Linked DNA regions of Zea mays: regions 2 and 3 are each linked to region 1. A link is a contact called in public Hi-C data. All regions are on one chromosome and are shown on one strand. The core of a region is the stretch at or near the end of the contact, and the rest is flanking DNA. Distances in the headings are between cores, read along the strand shown. Region 1 has its middle 120 kb from the start of LOC100285819. Region 2 has its middle 42 kb from the start of LOC100279910. Region 3 holds the start of LOC100279452 (Zinc-finger homeodomain protein 8).

What was found. A called contact is a pair of places that touch in the nucleus more often than the background predicts.
Region 2: a contact with region 1 is called in a Hi-C map of leaf, with 2.6 times the contacts expected there. The contact joins two enhancer-like sites. A contact is called at or near these places in 3 of 25 Hi-C or Micro-C datasets (ear and leaf).
Region 3: a Hi-C map of leaf shows a contact between it and region 1, with 4 times the contacts expected there. The contact joins the promoter of LOC100279452 here to the enhancer-like site in region 1. A contact is called at or near these places in 2 of 25 Hi-C or Micro-C datasets (bundle sheath and leaf).

The regions. Positions count from the first base shown.
Region 1 is chr7:117,390,994-117,393,631 of Zm-B73-REFERENCE-NAM-5.0, reverse strand. No RefSeq gene overlaps it. Among protein-coding and RNA genes, the nearest start is that of LOC100285819, 120 kb to the right of the region's middle. Within about 2 kb of position 1,326, at least 6 of the 20 cell types and tissues checked have an H3K27ac peak or open chromatin away from gene starts, as enhancers often do. A contact at or near this core is called in leaf, where this site is marked.
Region 2 is chr7:117,577,191-117,579,828 of Zm-B73-REFERENCE-NAM-5.0, reverse strand. No RefSeq gene overlaps it. Among protein-coding and RNA genes, the nearest start is that of LOC100279910, 42 kb to the left of the region's middle. Within about 2 kb of position 1,353, at least 19 of the 20 cell types and tissues checked have an H3K27ac peak or open chromatin away from gene starts, as enhancers often do. A contact at or near this core is called in leaf, where this site is marked.
Region 3 is chr7:117,519,453-117,522,090 of Zm-B73-REFERENCE-NAM-5.0, reverse strand. It overlaps LOC100279452 (Zinc-finger homeodomain protein 8), which reads left to right and starts at 1,330. Exons shown (of 1, transcript NM_001152457.2): 1 at 1,330-2,638. The coding sequence starts at 1,480. The coding sequence ends at 2,592.

The DNA.
Region 1 (2,638 bases), core at 77-2,576:
TCTTGCAAAATAATCATATATAATTAATACATAAATTATTTTAGGATGGATGATCATCATCTAGGATGACGAACAATGTGTGTGTTCCTCTCTATATAGACACACTCTATTCTTAATCTAAGATGATAAATCAATCAGCGCATTACTTGGACGACCTACACTTCAATCAAACTAATTAACCAGCCAGTAGTCGACCGGACCGGTGGAACCAAAGCGCAAAACGGATCTGATTAATTCGTTTTTATTGGGTCTGTGTGCATCAATTCTGTTGGAGCGACGGTTCCAATCATTCCATTAGCAGTTTCAGTTATCGTTATAGTTTCAGTCATTCTCGGTCTCATTCATTCACTCAGTTGTTCTATTACAGTTTCAGTCATTTCGTTAAAGTTTTAGTCGTTTCATTACAGTCTCATTCATTCACTCGTTTAGCTATTTTATTATAGTTTCGATCATTTCGTTATAGTTTAAGTTATCTGTTATAATTTTAGTTATTCTGTTACCGTTACAATTTCTGTCATTCTATTCCAGTCTTAGTCAATCACTAATTTCAATACAGTTCCAGTCATTCTGTTACAATTTCAGTCATTTCGTTAATGTTAACGTTTCAGTCATCCGGTCGGAGTGGAGCCGCGCGGTACGGTGGTTGGTTGTAGTGGGTAGGCCGCGCCGATAGGTCGAGAACGTGAGGCTATTTAGGGTGTGTTTGGTTGGACAGTCAACTAGAATGAAGTGGCTCCATTCCAATTTTTGAGAATGAAACCGTTCTGTTATGTGTTTGACAAATAGAATAGAGTCAATCCATGTTTTGTTTGGTTGAAAAGTAGAATAGAGCGAAGTCGTTCCGTTCTTTATTTGATTGGAGAGTCATATAAGTGTAGAGGGGAGGAGAGGGAGGAGAACTCTTGCGTCCGGGAGAGCGCTCGCTCCGCTATTTATGGTAAATTTTTATATAGAGATTCGATAAGCATATCCGTTTATCTTTTGTTAGAAACAAAACATCAAGAAAATAGAATGGAGCCGCTTTATTTTTCTTCACTTCTCAACTAAACACACTATTAGACGGTGGTAGGAGCGCATTTTAGCTATTAGGCTGATCCAGGTGGTAGAACCTCCGGTCCACGCTCCATCACCCTAAATAAATGAGAGAGAGAGGAGTACTTATTCGCTTCGCACAAAAAGAAACGTGGTTATCTTTAGCAGTTCGGTTTGCTAAAGCTTTGCTCCTTATGATTTATGAGTGGACGCTTTTGTTTTACATATTGGGCTTCATTCCACCAGCTAGCCTCGTGTTTTCTGGGTTTGATTCACTACATTTCATGTGTCGTTAATTCTTTACTGGGCCTCCAGTACGGAAAACAAATAGCAAAATTGGGATCTATATGGGCTCATGTTCTGTTTCTGTCTTTTTTTAGTTTAGCCATGTCAAAGTTGAGACTATATGCTAAAATACAGATAATAAAATTGTGTTTTGTTTGTGGCCATTGGCCAATCCCGGGTTTGTCTATGCCCAAATAGAAGAAGCGACACATGTATTTGGATTGCAAGCCTGTCAAAATAGGGCAAAAGTCTATGTACGACACGTGGGGCTGTATATTATTAGCAAATTTAATTTCAGTACGTCAGCTTAGATCATGTTGTTTTGGATGATGTTTATGCTCTTGATAAGAAAGGTGTTGTAGCCAGCTATTTAGTATCATTGTTTAATACTCCCTCCATCCTAAATTAGTATTTGTTTTAGCTCTTGGTTTTTGTGTCTATATTCAAATGGATGATGATAAATCTAGACCCATATATAAAACACATATATTAATTATTGTATGAATCCATTAAAAGGCTAAAATAAATTTTAATTTGGTACGAAGGGAGTATAGTGCTATTGTATATGTGAACCCTATATGGAAGGCTATATTCTTGGCTGCCGCCAATTTGCACTCAAAGGTTTCACTTAGGGAGACTTAATTTCAAGATCCACCATGGCAGGACCATTCCTCTAGGGGTCTCAAGTCTTACGATCTCCTCTGGAGACTCGACTCAAAGTAACATTATATAAGGGCATTATATAAGCTGACTTGTTGCCTTCATGGCATAGGGCCTTTCAGGCCTAATACACATTTAAAGGCCTAAACCCCAAGCACCACAAGACCTTTAGGGATAAAATATTCTAAGTTTCTAAGGAACTTTGTACCAATAGGCACTAGCATGAAGGCTGGTCTCCAAGGCCACCTATGCTCCGATGCACCCATGAGACTGTCCTCAGATGTCATGTATTTTGAGATGCTTGCTAGTACAAGTCCTTAGGGTCCATCGTGCCCTGGGGCACGTGTTAGTATAAGTCCTCAGGACCCATCACACATCGGGACAATTATTTGGGTCTATTTGACAACAATGTTTCTCAAAACCACAATTTTATAATACTATACTTTCTAATTGTCATGACAATACCATAGTTTTGGCCAGCTAAAAAATATCATGGTTTTAAGAAACACTATTTGGATACAACATTATAAACCATGGTATTCAGGTAAAAGCCAGATTTGCAATGAAATTTTTAGGTTGGAGTTTTCAATACTCCAAAAATACCATGGTATATAGAATACCATGATTTTGAAAACATAGTTTTTAAGAATACAACCAAATA
Region 2 (2,638 bases), core at 104-2,603, 190 kb before region 1:
GGTCCGCCGAAATCCGGCCCCTCGCCTTGCGGGGGCGCGGCTACCTTTTGCCGTTTGATTTTTTGGTTTCTTGGCTGTTACGCTTATCCTAACCGATCCCTATAAAATCTCAACTGATTGCGAGATTTTCGTGGGCGGATAAGCACGGGGGTCGCGGACTCGGCCCTATAAAAGGAGCCCGGCAGCCAGCCTCCAAATCATCCCAGATCCCAGTTCGCTTTCGCCTCTCTTCATAGCTGAGCCGCCTTTTAGTTCCCTTCATCCCGACCGCAGAGGTGCATCTGCGATCAGGAGAGCAGGTCTCCGGAACCCTTCGTCTTCTAGATCCTGCACCGGGAGAGGGCGAATAAGGTTTTTGGGAAGCGTCTTCACGCGACTGCTCGTGATCTCTGACATCGTCGACCCAGCTGATCCTGGCGCGCGCCAACAATCAGTAAGTCTAATCAGTACGCATCATCTGATTTGACTTTTATTTCAGTTCTTCTGATTTGGTCATGATTTACATTCGGAATTTAATTTGGAATTTGTCTACTTATTCAACAGTTTTGTGATGGTAAGTATAAAGCATTGGTACACTGGAAACACTAATCAATCAATGAGCACCGGTCCAGTGATGACATCTTGAAACTTTTTCCTCGAAAAAGGACGGATATATAACTCCTGCTCTTTTACTGTAGGTAGATACGTAGATGCTGTGGATACAATGGAATCGTGGAGCATTTGATCAGACAGACGGTCCTCCACACGCGCCGCCGCGGTTTTGAGTTGACTCCTGCCCCCCGGCAGAAGCCACGAGACCCATCCACGCCACGGCCATCCAGTCCCGCCGGCATTGGCAGTTGGATCGATGGCACGGCGTCCCACTCGCTCCCACCTCATTCATCAGCGTCAGCGTGCGTGCCCCCATCCGGCCAACACCAACAAACAACCCAAGGCAAACCAAACCACCCTCCAGAGTCCCCAGCTCTGAACCTCTCCCATCCATCCGCCGGCCAGGGACAAAGGCCGCTCGAGGAGCCAGACAGCCCCACGGGCGGGCAGGCTGCGGGCGCTAGGCGATATATATCCTATATCCCACTGCGCACCCGCACAGCCTGCCTGCCCCCGCGCGCGCAACAACATCCGCCGTGCCCAGGAGACGCCGAGGCACCGCTCCGGCGCTCCGCCTCCGCTCCGCAAGTCCGCAGTCCCCACACCACACGTGGTAGGGGCGCCACAACAACTGCTCCGCTGGCTCGCCTCCTCCTCCTCGTGCGCCCGTTCTGCCACTGCCAGGCCGGCGCCCGCCAGGGACAGAACAGCATGTGGTCAGTGTACAGAATTCACTTCTCCGTGCCTTTCTCCTCTCCTCTCCTCTCCTCCGGGGCTACCTGGGCACTGGACCAGAACATTCTGAAGCCCAGCCTGTCCTGGCCCAGGCCTCCAACGGAACCGGACCCGGAGCGGCCTACTTGGCCTAGCGTTAATTTGTTTTTTTTTTTGCTTGGGCTCCGGTAAATCGGATAAGAAAAATTACCATCCTGGATTAAAAAAAACACTATCCCTGATTTCCGATATTCGGTAATTAAAATTTTACTACTGTAGTTCGATGTACCCCGAGTTCGCATAAACCGAAACTTGCATGGAATTGCAGCAGTAAGTTATGTCATGGAATTTATGTGCGCTACCAGGTCATGAAGCTCCTCTCCTCTGCAAAAGGAAGCAAACCGTACTAGCGCTAGCGCTAGCCCTGTCCGGCGTCACATGATGCAAACGAAGTGGCCGTAACTACACTACAGACCCCTCGATCGGCACTGTTCTTTCCATCCCCACCTCCGCGTGCCACGCCGCACTTGGCAAAACGGACGGACGGACGGCAATGCTGCCCTGCCGGTACCTGTATTTACTACCGCCACCATTCCACCAACACAGGCCACAGCACAGCACAGCAGCATGGCGCGTCGCTGTGCACTGTACCGCTACGCCCCCCTGCGGCCTGCGTACACCACCATCGAGGGCATGCCACGCCGAGAAGCGGTGCTCTGCTAGTAAGGAACGGGCATCTGATCCGACGGCCGGGCGGGGCGGTGTGCCCGGTACCCGTGTCGCCGCATGCACGTAGAGCGCTTGCGCTTCCTTCCAACCAGCAACCACCGCACCATCAGGGAGTAAATGCCCATCACCCGCGCTCTCACCTCTTTCGCGGTCGCGGACCGGAGCGGAGGCCTACGTACTAGTGCGTCTCATTCTCACAAAGGTGTCCGGGCGCCGCAGGCCTAGAGCGAGGGAGGGCCTCGTAACGCTGCCCCGAAACCGAAACGTGGGCGTGTATCCCTCCAGTCCAGCGGGATTGCCGAATAAGCTCGTGTATGGATGGCAGCAGGGCACCCCCCATCGATCACCTGCGGTGAGGAGGGTACGGGCGGGGCTGACTTTTTCCGCAGAACGAACCGGCGGCAAGATTTATTACAGAATTTACAGCAAGTCAACACTTTCAGTGTGATCGCACTGTCCGTGAATTAACGCGGCAGCTGTACGTACGAGCGTTCCTTTCCGTTTCCGTTTCCGTTTCGGCTGCACGCGGCACTGTGACATGCGTATTCAAGGTCTGCTAGCTGTCGTCGTCCCCTTCCGTTTCAAATTGCAAATCTAGTCTATA
Region 3 (2,638 bases), core at 81-2,580, 130 kb before region 1:
CAAAGACATAATAATGGTCCATAAATTCACACACAGCCTTTTCGCATGAAAATGACGACTCCTTGAATCAGCAGTCAAACAAATGCAAAGAACTGTGGTTCAATTTCACCCGGTCAGGTGATAACGAAAACTCTGATTCGTAGCCACACACATATATATGGAAACAATTATCAACTGTAGTTCAAACGTAGTGTATGCTATCATTATCCACATTTTTTTTCTCTCTCCAAAGAAACAGCGTGTTTCATTTAATCCTTGTAATCGCGTTGCTATAGCTCCCTCAGTAGATGATGAAAGTAACTCGCCCTGTTCCAAATTACATTTTACTCTAGTTCTGCACGAAACCAAACCTTTCTAGTTTTGGCCGAGCTCTTAAAAAATATATTGACATCCGTGAACTAAAATAGCTATGTAATAAAAATATTTTCATAGAGAACTTATTTGATGCTCTTGATGTCGATGCATCCTTTTTTTATATAGATTTGGTCGATACGAAGAAACTTGATTTAGCACGAAGTTAGAGTGAACTATAATCCTAAACAGAGGGAGCACGTGCGTGTATGAACATTCCAAAAGATAACCATGCCACACAAATTGGCAGAGCTTGACAACAACTTTAAGGGGGACCAATTTTTTTTTAAAAAATCATGCTCAATTTGATTAACGTAGATATAAAATGCCTAAATAAAGGTGTTGTAGTGGAAATGACGAGAAGATTGTGAGGCGGTGTTACATGTGATGGATATTTCGTATGGTCAAACAAAAAAGAAAACAGACATGCGTCGTGGTTTGAATCTATGACCACACTTGCGCTGACTCCTGGCTGTCTGGGTCTGTACTCTGTTGTAAAGGAGGGAAAACCGTCTGGACAATCCAAGCTGTATATTGTCAGCAGCATCTATGTATCTATCTCTAAGCTAACCGGTAGCATTTCATTAAATTCTTGTAGTTGTGAGATGGTATTCAATTTCCCTATAGTTGATGCCAACTGTATAACAACGGCTTACAGATGCCATACCGTGACGTCGTTACGGCTACAGTTCACACATCCCGGGTCCAACCAACACCTCCCCCAAAGGAGAGAAAGAAAAATGTCACATTTTTCTTTAGATGCGCCGGTGCCATTGATCCTCGATCCAGTGGTCTACATGCACCCTTTGCCCGGCCACCACAGCAATATTCCAACGGATTCGAGCCCATGTCGTCACTGATCTATCTCTATACGATAGAGTATCGTCCAAAGAAATTGTTTTTTTTTCTGGCTCGCTAAGTAAAAATTAAATGAGCTCGTCCCCTTCCTCCTTGTGGATCTCTCACACACACTAGTGACTAGCCTTCCTGCTGCCCTTTTTATTCTTATCTCCTCACCCTCGCGCTCTCTTCACCTCCCTTGACCCGTCGTCCCATGCTAAAAGCCCAGGGTTAGGAGCTAGAGGTAATCTCTCTCCCGTCTCTCCCCAGTGGGCGTGGGGGCGCCGCATGGAAGCCATGGACGTCAAGTACAAGCCCGTCATGTTCCCCAACGGCGCCGGCCTCAAGAAGCCGAAGCCGGCGGCGGCCGTGGCGCTGGCCGGGGAGCCGCTGTACCGGGAGTGCCTCAAGAACCACGCCGCGAGCCTGGGCGGGCACGCCGTCGACGGTTGCGGCGAGTTCATGCCCTCGCCGGGGGCCAACCCCGCCGACCCGACGTCGCTCAAGTGCGCGGCGTGCGGGTGCCACCGCAACTTCCACCGCCGGACGCTGGAGGGTTCCCCTCCGCCGCCCGCGCCCGCGCCGCTGGCGCTCCCGCCTCCGCCGAGCGTGATGCACGGCCAGCCGCACCGCGCCCGGGAGGAGACGCCCGAGGACCGCCACCCGGGGGTCGTCGACGCCGACGACTCCGATTCCGACTCGGAAGGCTCGGAGTACGACGAGGAGCGGTCGGTGTCCCCGCCGCCGCCGCCGCACCACCTGCTGCCGGCGCCGGTGGCGCAGCAGCCCCCGCCACCGTCCTACTTCCCGACGGCGCCGCACATGGTGCTCTCGCTAGGTTCCGGCGTGCCCGGGCCCGCGGTGGCGGTATCCCCGGCGCAGAGGCTGGCCCCGACCCAGCTGACGCCGTCCAGCGCGCCGCCCCACGCCGGGGGCGCGATGCCCATGCCCAGGAAGCGGTTCCGCACCAAGTTCACCGCCGAGCAGAAGCAGCGGATGCAGGAGCTGTCGGAGCGGCTCGGGTGGCGGCTGCAGAAGCGCGACGAGGCCATCGTCGACGAGTGGTGCCGCGACATCGGCGTCGGCAAGGGCGTCTTCAAGGTCTGGATGCACAACAACAAGCACAACTTCCTGGGCGGGCACAGCGCCCGCCGCAGCGCCTCCTCGCCCGCCCCCGCCCCCGCCGCCGCGTCGCTCCAAACCCCAGCCGCCGGCGCCGGCGCTGCTGCAGCACCGTCATTCCACCCGTCCAGGATCACCCCTCCCCCTCCCGTCCTCACCTCGTCCCCGACGGCCGCCACCGGCTTCAACATCAACGGCGCCGCCTCGTCGGCGCCCACCGTCGCCACCGACTACACCACGGACAACGCCAACGGAGCTTCGTCGCCGCACTCCGCTTGAACTAGAGAAGGGAGAAGAGAGGAGGGGGGAAGGGAAGGGAGAGCGG